Linked DNA regions of Mus musculus: regions 1 and 3 are each linked to region 2. A link is a contact called in public Hi-C data. All regions are on one chromosome and are shown on one strand. Each heading gives the region's core, a stretch centred on a gene start, on an enhancer-like site or on the middle of the called end of the contact. The rest is flanking DNA. Distances are from core to core; before and after follow the strand shown.

Region 1 (2,983 bases), core at 220-2,719, 150 kb after region 2:
AATCATTAATATGATATATAAGTGACATACTTATATTTATTATTGTTTATATTATACATATATGTGTGTGTGTTATTTTTTAATTTTGTTTTGTTTTGTTTTTTTTTTGTTTTTTCGAGACAGGGTTTCTCTGTATAGCCCTGGCTATCCTGGAACTCACTTTGTAGACCAGGCTGGCCTCAAACTCAGAAATCTGCCTGCCTCTGCCTCTGCCTCCCAATTGCTGGGATTAAAGGTGTGTGCCACCACCGCCCAGCTATATATATGTTATATATGATATATTTTGTATAATGTATAAAAATATACATGTTTATATCATTTTTATATTTATTGTATATACTATATTATTTATATAATAGTATATACAATAATTATATACTGTATATAAATGTAATATATTATAAATTTATATATCTAAATATATTATATTATATTTATATATATAACATATATATTTAGTCAGTTTTTATAATTGCCACTAGCCACAAAACAAAGATAGAGCAATTTTGAAATTACTTCGACATTGCTTTAATAAAGCATTGTGAAAATTTTCTCATGATTCAATGTTATAGATGTCACCATTGTAAAAAAGGAACACATCAATAGGTGGTTTATATTTATTTTTCAAAATATATTCATTCATGTATCTTATGTATCTGAATGCTCTATTATGCACATCAGAATAGGGTCTCAGATCCCATTACAGATCACTGTGAGCCACCATGTGATTGCTGGAAATTGAACTCAAGTCGTGAAGAGTCAAGGGCTGTTGACTGCTGAGCCGTCACTCTAGTCCCAAGTAGTTTATAGTTTAACTTACGACCATTCCTACATGCTTAAAGTGATTCAGATCATGATAAAGGTAAAATGATTTTGGATTGGGGGCCGTGGGGAGACAGAGTTTCTCTGTATTGTTTAGGTCAGCCGTGAACTCATGCTGCTCAGCTCCCTACGTGTGTGTAATTACAAGCATGCACCACAGAGCCCAAAGGCATTCTAAAACTTTTATTAATTTTTAGCATCTGCCTCTATAAGAAAAATGTATGAAAAACTCATTTTATCTATACCAGGTAACCATTTTACATTATTTTATTTGTAAATACTTGGCTCCTCTGTATAATGGAAAGGGATCCTAAAATGTATTTTCTTCTCAGATAAAAACTACAGTGTGGGGGGAGCAGCAGGCAACTACCGCTCGTCTGGCTGTAGTGCAGTCTCATCAGAAACAGCACCCGGGAGCTCCATTGTTAATTACTGTGTCTTGAGAGAGTTCTCAGAGGTAAGAGAGCCTGTCAACTGCTTCGATGATTTCTAAGGTCGAGAAGAAACAAGTACTGTGTTTATATATAGTGTGTATAGTAGGGTATGGTATAGTGTTGGCAAGAACATGGTGACTTACAAATGTAATCTCTCAAGGGGTCTGTGTGTTGACTAGTCTCTGTAGGCAGTGTTCCCCAGTGTGTCTTCTATAGCCATGGTCTGTCTTTGAGGATTGTTTACTTTGAGAAATTGCCTAAATTTGTTGCTTTTCAAATTAAAGGAAACAACTATCCAGAAAATGGAAAGGATGAAAAAAATGTAAGTAACAGAGAGGGTGAGAGAAGCCATTGCTCTGTAGGAGCTGCCTTGGAGTGCCGTGTGGGCAGACTGGGCTTGTGTGTTCACACCTTGAAGTCTCCATCAGCTGTGGCTTTTCCTTCAGACTCAGTGGGTCATTGCTTTGCTTCCTGTGTGTGTGTGTGTGTGTGTGTGTGTGTGTGTGTGTGTGTGTGTGTGTGCTGAGTCATTTTGTTGGCTCCCAACAAGTAGTGTAACACACTGTCCACAGAGTTAATCATAGTTACAGAGGGCAGAGATGTTGCTAATTAATTCACATCTTTCTACTTGTGCTGATTGGTTTCCCAAACCCTTGTGAGCATGTAGCTGGATAGTTGGGGACATTTTCAGTTGTTAGTCCTGCTGGCTTTGGGATGCTGTTGATAAAGGAGCACAGTGCTGATGCTTTCATTGGGACAGGGGGGCAGTGCATCTAGTTTTGGCAAAGAGCAGTGTAAAGAAAATATATGATGAAATGGTATCACAATATTATGTACTCTACTACATTAAAAAAGTACAAAGCTCTTTAACATTAGCAAACTTCTAAAATAACTTAGGCTATGAGGGTTGACTTATTTATTTTTTTCTCTCTTCTATGTGCATGTATTAATGTAATTATATGTAAAAAGAGGAACACTCAGTTTATCTCAGGGTCAGAAACAAACAAAGTCCTGTCTTCCATTATGAGCCCTGCCCTTAGCTAACACAGCATTTGTTCTGTTCCAGGTTTGAAGAGACAGCAGAGTTACTGAAATGCTCAAGTCGCTAACTGTAGAATGTTCTGCATAATCGCTCCTAGGACTTTGGCTACTTATATATATTCTATATTTAAGAATTCTGTATATAATTTTAATATACGATAGTTTTTATTAAGAATTTGGATTCTATTTGATATGTGAGCTTTTTCATTCTTAAATAAATACTTTTAATATTTTAAGCTGTATATGTGCCGATTTTCTCTTCCAGTTTTCTTGGCAAAACTTTCTGTCTCAGTATATTGCTCTTACAGTGTGAAGTCATTACAGCACGCTCTGTAGTTTTGTGTTGACATTCACTGGCAGTGAGCTAGGTAATATGTTTTTGAAAGTATGGGTTGGAAGACATGGTCTGCATCTTGCTGGAGATAGTCCAACTGGGACTTGCATATTGTACTCAGGAGGCTCTCATATGTACAATCTTAGCGTATGTGTTGGTGAACCAGTTGTAACGCTCACTGAAAACTAAACAAATCTAGTTCTTCATGGGTAGTCAGTGCTGCTTTATCACTGCAGTGGTGACAGCGGGCGTCTTCTGTGTGTTTGCTGAGGGAACTGTGTCGGGTGTGTGAATACTCTGCTCTATAACCCTAGACCGTCAGCCCCGACCCAGATGCTGGCCCTCCATGGGA
Region 2 (3,175 bases), core at 531-3,030:
CCAAGGTCAAAGCTACAAAAGGAAAAATTCAGACGGCATTTCATGGCCAAGCATTTACAAGCTGTCTCTCAACAATCCACTGAACTTCTGAACCCCGAAAGCAAATTCTCTCAGCAAAACCGAGGCGAGAACTGAGACTTGATCTCAGATTCTTCTAAACTGATGAGTGTTCGGCAGGATATCTCTCAGAATAAAGTGAGGCAGCCCCCATAAAGGAGCAGCAATAAACCCCTCCCACCTGCCCTGTCAGTCTGCCACGCACCATAGGAGAGGGGCATCTTGTGGTGTGGCAGCAAACTGGGCAGAAAGCAGCCATTGCTCCATGGGGATATTAGGGGTGAGGATCAGGGTGCCAGACATGGCTAAATGACTGAAGACAGACATTATGGCCTGCCTAAAAGCAGAGAAGAAAATAAGACAAAAATCCCACCGTACCTCCTCTAACAGGTAGTTTTACTATCTAGATTCTAGACTCTAGAAAAATCAAAAAGTACATTTCATCCCTTGGAATTCTAGGACTGTCTTTTACAACCTCCCTTCTTTGCTTGGAAAACAGCTGCCTGTAAACCAAAACTTCCTCCAGCCCTGAGGGCACATAACATGTGTCCCCTTTCTCTTCCATTCTTATGCATAACGGAACCATCTTAAAGAATAAGTGTTAGGACTCAGGATTGACTCGTGGTTTCTAAAATCTAGAAGTTTCTTACTGGACAGCTTTCGATATCAGCTGTTAAATGTGAATGAAAGTGTGCATGTAAAACCACATCCTGCTGCATCCTTCATGCCATTGTCTTTAATATTCCATTTGTGTCCTATTGCCATCAGAATCTGTACACCTGATGCGTAAAACAGAGATACGCTTTTAGCTCCTAAAATGCTGTACTCTGGTATATCAAACTGTAACTAAGTAGACACTTGATTCCCTATTCAGAACCCAATTATTTAATAGTGCTTTGAAAGAAAGAGAACTTTAATTTTTATAAAGTAAAATAAAAAAAATAATAACATAGTCATTCAAGTGTAAAAATACCAGCATTTGAGACAGACAGCTTAGTGCCACACCTCACCGAAGCTTGTTTTATTTAAGTCAAACAACTCTAAATGTTGATGTGTTTAGAAGCCACTTTTTATATGACTTCAAACATTAATATGGTTATATGGCAATGTAATGTTTTAAATTACTAAACTTGTAGAAATATGATGATCAAATGAGTAGTGAAAAACATTTCTTTCCAGTGTATGCTACAAACTCAATAAAGAACGGCTAAAATGTATTTTTTTTAATTTTTATGATTCCATCCAGATTCCATTCCAGTTACCTTGGCAGATAACTGACACTGAATTTCTAGTAACGTATGCCAAGGCTGAAACATCCTTAACTATTCTTAGGCTCCAACACTATGCTAATGCAACAAATAAATACAATTTCCCCCTTTTCAAGACACTCATATCATAAGTATTCTCTTTTACTGTGTGTTGCCTTCTTCTATTGACTCATGTGACAAACCAAATAGCAAATGACATTTGTTTGCTTCAGATAGATGTGACAAACTTAGTGGTGTCTGCTATTTCTTTGACGTCCTAAAAGACACGACATCGATGTTCCATGTTTCTAAAGTAAATTCACTTTAAATTGTTTATTGATGCTGAAGTTCTTACAAAGATGCACACTATGAGCAAATGCTTTAGCTGACAACTCAAAAAAACAACATGCTTCGTGGAGCCTGAAACCCTGCTTTGGCTTAGAAAGAATCATAGTTTCGATTTGCCGTGAGAGTGAATGACTCAGCCTGGAAGATTGTTCGGCTCAGCCTAGCTGGGGTCATAGTAGAAGTGGCTGGCAATGTTTGTAAAATAGAAGAATCTTTCCTTGTGCATGACTACAATCCATTCAAGAAACAAGTATAATTCTTACCCATGAAACCAAAGTCAGCACTCCTAAGAAACCAAGTAAATACATTAAGGGAATAATCGAACGAAAGAACATCTAGAGAAAGTGGTAGATTCTTTCAAGCAAGTAAGAAAGAGTAGCAAAGGTTTGTTTTCGGTAGTGTATTTCAAGAGATAAGATGATTGACTTTTTTCTCCTAGATTTTTAATTTGAAAAATGCCAAACATATAAGCAGATTACACAACTAAAACCAACATACCTTAAGGGTATCCATTTTTAAATATCTTGCTTCATTTATCATCTCTCTCTCTCTCTCTCTCTCTCTTTCTCTCTCTCTCTCTCTCTCTCTCTTTCCCCTCCCTCCCTCCTTCCTTCCTTCCCTCCCTCTTAGTCTTCTCTGAGATATATTAGAGAGAGAGTAGAGAGAGGGAGACAAGCAAGCTGTTTTGGATGACATATTTGAAACTTTCCTACAGTGGCCATAACTCCTTAGTTCTGTCTGTCCCTTGAATAAGAACACCTTGCTTCAAAATCATCACACTATCAATCACAGTCCTTCCTCAATAGCTTGTGGGTTCGTTTTTAAATTCAACATTCAATCAAGCATTACAGAATATACAGAATTATACATTTAAGTGGGTCTTTAGACTTTTTAATCTGAAATGAGTTTTCACCATGATGAAATAAGAACACAATATTTTGAATATTAGTCTCAAGGCTGATCAATTAATATTGGCAGTAAATAATGGCAGTAAATAATTAGGAAAGTGACTTCTAAGACCTATTGTTATTTTTGGCCAAAAAATATGTTATCATTTCACCAGGAACTCTCCTTCCAACTCATCTAACTTCAAGTGATGTAGGGGGAAATATTAATTAACTAATGAATTACAGCATATTTGCAACTAGTAGCTTAAAGCACATAGACACCCATATATCACATTTAGCTCTTTAAACTCATCCCCAAAAACAAATTGGTGGTCAATCTTTTGTGTGTGACTCAAAGTTAATATTAATATTATTGAAAGAGAACAGGCAGCCAAACATGTAATATTTATTGTCCTTTTCTCCTTAAAGTCATTTTTGTAACAATTTGAACACATTCCAACAAAAGTTGGGTAAATACTTTTAGCAAGCACTGTTACATTAAATTTATATTTATTCCTTGACTATTTCCCTTCTTCTCAGTTGTTAGATTTTAAGAAAAGTATGTTTGTTGAAAACAACTTACTACTAATTCACTTCTTCAAGAAAAGTCTTCACATTATTAGAAGTGTAGCACTA
Region 3 (2,962 bases), core at 272-2,771, 180 kb before region 2:
CTCAGAAGAACTACCTGTTTACATTTCCCCTGTGGCCAAGATACACACACATGACCACATCCAGGTTTTGATGAGGGTGCTGAGGGTCTGAGTCCTTATACTTGCTGATAGTCATTTTCCCCAGCTCAAAAAGTGCTTCTTGTGCCTTACAAAGTCTTCTTTCTTTGAAGAAGGTTGTGTCTTCAAATGTCTGCATTTGTTACAGGGTTTTGGATTTTCAAAGACCAAGTGGCTCTTGGCTTTGTTATCACACCTATAGAGCAGTCAGCTCACATTTAAGAAAAGTTACCCCTTCATTAGTGTGAGAACTGAGAAGAGGAAGGGAAACTGCTGCTTGAGTAATGAACCATCTTCAGCAAAGAGCTAGGAAGAGCCAGTACTTAACACATACATGTCGAAACAAAGGCTGTTTCCACAGCCCTCTAGTGCTGCTCCTGGTAATTTCTATTAAGAAAAAGTCCAGACACATAATCAGAAATGTATAGGAGAGCTAAAACCCATTATAAATAAATAAAGTAAGCACTGAATAATGGGATTTGTTGATAGTAACATCTCAGGTCCTTGCAAGTTTGTAGAGCAGACAGGATTCCTAAAAGATCCCAAGATAACTGGAGGGTAGCATCTATTATAGTAACTGTCATAGACTGTTCTGAAGAGATCAGAGAGGTAAGTAAATTAGGAACATGTAAAACAAATGTGTTTATTGTTATCTATTATTTATGACTCTTTTGATAGCTGGTAGTTCATTTGACTATGCTTCTACGTAAACCAATTTAAATTAATTCAGCTAGCAAATTGAATAATGCTATATCAACTGCTTTGTTGCAATCAAGATATATTGCATATACTTGGCTCTCTTAATCTTCTAACTATATTTTCTAATGTTGATGGATAATTGCCTTTAAGTGCATCCTTGCCCTCTCTGCTTTTAGGCCTGTTTGATAAAAACATTACTGGAAGTGGTATGTTCCCAGACCATTTTGAGAATGCAATTTGCCTCAATTCTCCTATCAGGAGCATCAGTATAATCTGAAGACTATGAAGGCAATTAGCTCTCTCTAATGGTCTTTGCTTCTCTTAAATAATGATAAAAGGGGGGTTATTGGATAAGAGGAAAACAGAATTCAACATTTAACTGCCTACTGTTTTCTCCATTTTGGTGTTCACTAAAGTTTATGATGCAAACCGCTCAGAAGGAAAAGAACACCCCTCAAAGATTTGTGTGCAGAATCAACAAACGCAGATACAGTACAGTCAGGGCCATAACTTCTCCCAAATAAGTTTACAACTGTGACAGGCATGTCTGCTTTCCTTTAGATATTCCGGAACATTGTATTAAGATCTACGAGGAGGCTGTGAAGAGACAGTGCTGCGAAGAATCTTGCTTTGCAGAAGAGAATTAACAACAAAGCTGAAAACATTTCATTAATTAATGCCTGAAATTCCCAGTCTCGTTGCAAGGGAGGACAGACTTGGAATTCTAAACTGTTTTTCACTTCCTGTCTCTTTTTAAACAGTTCGCTAGGAATTATAAGTGGTTTTAAAATCTTAGCTTTTGTGTGCTGCTATTTGAGACAGGAAATCTCTTTAATTTTCATTTTTGTTACCAGTGGCTTATACCTTAAATGTTTGATGCTAGAATTCTTTGGTTTATGGTTATTTATGGCCTTTTTTTATTTGAGGTTAGAGTTTAAATATTTGAACTTTTTTTGGTGTCATCCCTAATTAAACAAATCAAAATTTAAAAATCTGAGACATTACTATTGGTGACTGTGGTGGAAAATGATCCTTAGCTTGCACCAATTGTCAGCATGGGTTTCTTGATGTACTTATAGACAAATAGAGTCTCAACCCTGCTTGATCATTAGCAATGACCAGACCCAAATGTTGGTGCAGCATGTAGATTACCTTCTGGGTAAGAGAGAGAGGACGCCTTCCTTGTTTCAAACCACAGGAAAAAAAAATATGTGTCGAAAGTAGCATTGCTTACTATCTTGAAAAACTAACCACAAAAGCTGATAGATTGACAAATATAGTAAAGGAAATCACAGACTGATGACTCTGGCAAACCTCATGTGAGAAGGAAAAACAAGAAGCAAACAAAAATAAAATACTCCTATTTGCTAAATGAGAATGTTGATATATGATTATATTGTATTTATCTTAAGTTGGCATGAAAGCCTTTATCTAGTGCTGTGTCTGTGTGTGTGTGTGTGTGTGTGTGTGTGTGTGTGTGTGTGTGTAATAAAATGTATTTTTGTGTATCTGGACCAAACTCAAAATGAGATCATGTATGAGAAAATATTTTTATGTTTTGTAATGCACTTAAAATGAAAGATTTATTACGTATAGATTTCAGTAGACCCAAGAAACAAGACATCCCTTCAGCAGTATCAGATGGAATTATCCACTTGGAAGAACATTATTTGGATCTTCACTGATGTAATCATATTGCTGTCATATAATTTCCTAAACCAAATCCTTCCATAAACGGAAAACTGTAAATCACAAAATATTTACCAGGGAAACCAAAATGACTGTCTCAGACATCTCAGAATGCTTGCATTCAGCAAGATTATAAAGTATATAAATATGTATCACAGTTGTTTGGAAATCTGTGTGATCTATTTTCAGGTTAAGTGCTTTCTATGCATGCAAACAGACAGAAAGAGAGACATCATGGACATATGTACATATATGAGCTTTTAAAAGATAAAATTATGTACAGGCTTTGCATGGTAACCATTCCTTTTATTTTGCAAAAAAGTTATTGTTTTGATAGAGATTTTTTTTATACACCACTCAAAAAGTATTTTTACTCACAAGCATTATTTTTGTAGACATGGCAAGGTACAAATAAACGTTTTCTCTGGTGTAAGTTCCAGATTTTATGACACCAGATTGTAATTGTTTGTAAATGTTCCCATCAAAAAAGTGGGTAGACAACATGGATGGGAGAAAA

What was found. A called contact is a pair of places that touch in the nucleus more often than the background predicts.
Region 1: a Hi-C map of the N1E-115 cell line shows a contact between it and region 2, with 2.7 times the contacts expected there. The contact joins two enhancer-like sites. A contact is called at or near these places in 5 of 484 Hi-C or Micro-C datasets (the Ba/F3 cell line, the N1E-115 cell line, cardiomyocytes and 2 more).
Region 3: a Hi-C map of the N1E-115 cell line shows a contact between it and region 2, with 8 times the contacts expected there. The contact joins two enhancer-like sites. A contact is called at or near these places in 6 of 484 Hi-C or Micro-C datasets (the G1E-ER4 cell line, the N1E-115 cell line, adipose-derived mesenchymal stem cells and 3 more).

The regions. Positions count from the first base shown.
Region 1 is chr8:56,531,072-56,534,054 of GRCm38.p6, reverse strand. It overlaps Cep44 (centrosomal protein 44), which reads left to right. Exons shown (of 11, transcript NM_001009951.1): 9 at 1,155-1,279; 10 at 1,541-1,578; 11 at 2,323-2,533. The coding sequence ends at 2,365. Among named protein-coding and RNA genes, the nearest start is that of Gm24375, 11 kb to the right of the region's middle. Within about 2 kb of position 1,469, at least 4 of the 459 cell types and tissues checked have an H3K27ac peak or open chromatin away from gene starts, as enhancers often do. A contact at or near this core is called in the N1E-115 cell line, where this site is marked.
Region 2 is chr8:56,683,131-56,686,305 of GRCm38.p6, reverse strand. No RefSeq gene overlaps it. Among named protein-coding and RNA genes, the nearest start is that of Fbxo8, 130 kb to the right of the region's middle. Within about 2 kb of position 1,780, at least 14 of the 459 cell types and tissues checked have an H3K27ac peak or open chromatin away from gene starts, as enhancers often do. A contact at or near this core is called in the N1E-115 cell line, where this site is marked.
Region 3 is chr8:56,859,715-56,862,676 of GRCm38.p6, reverse strand. No RefSeq gene overlaps it. Among named protein-coding and RNA genes, the nearest start is that of Gm33501, 28 kb to the left of the region's middle. Within about 2 kb of position 1,521, at least 1 of the 459 cell types and tissues checked has an H3K27ac peak or open chromatin away from gene starts, as enhancers often do. A contact at or near this core is called in the N1E-115 cell line, where this site is marked.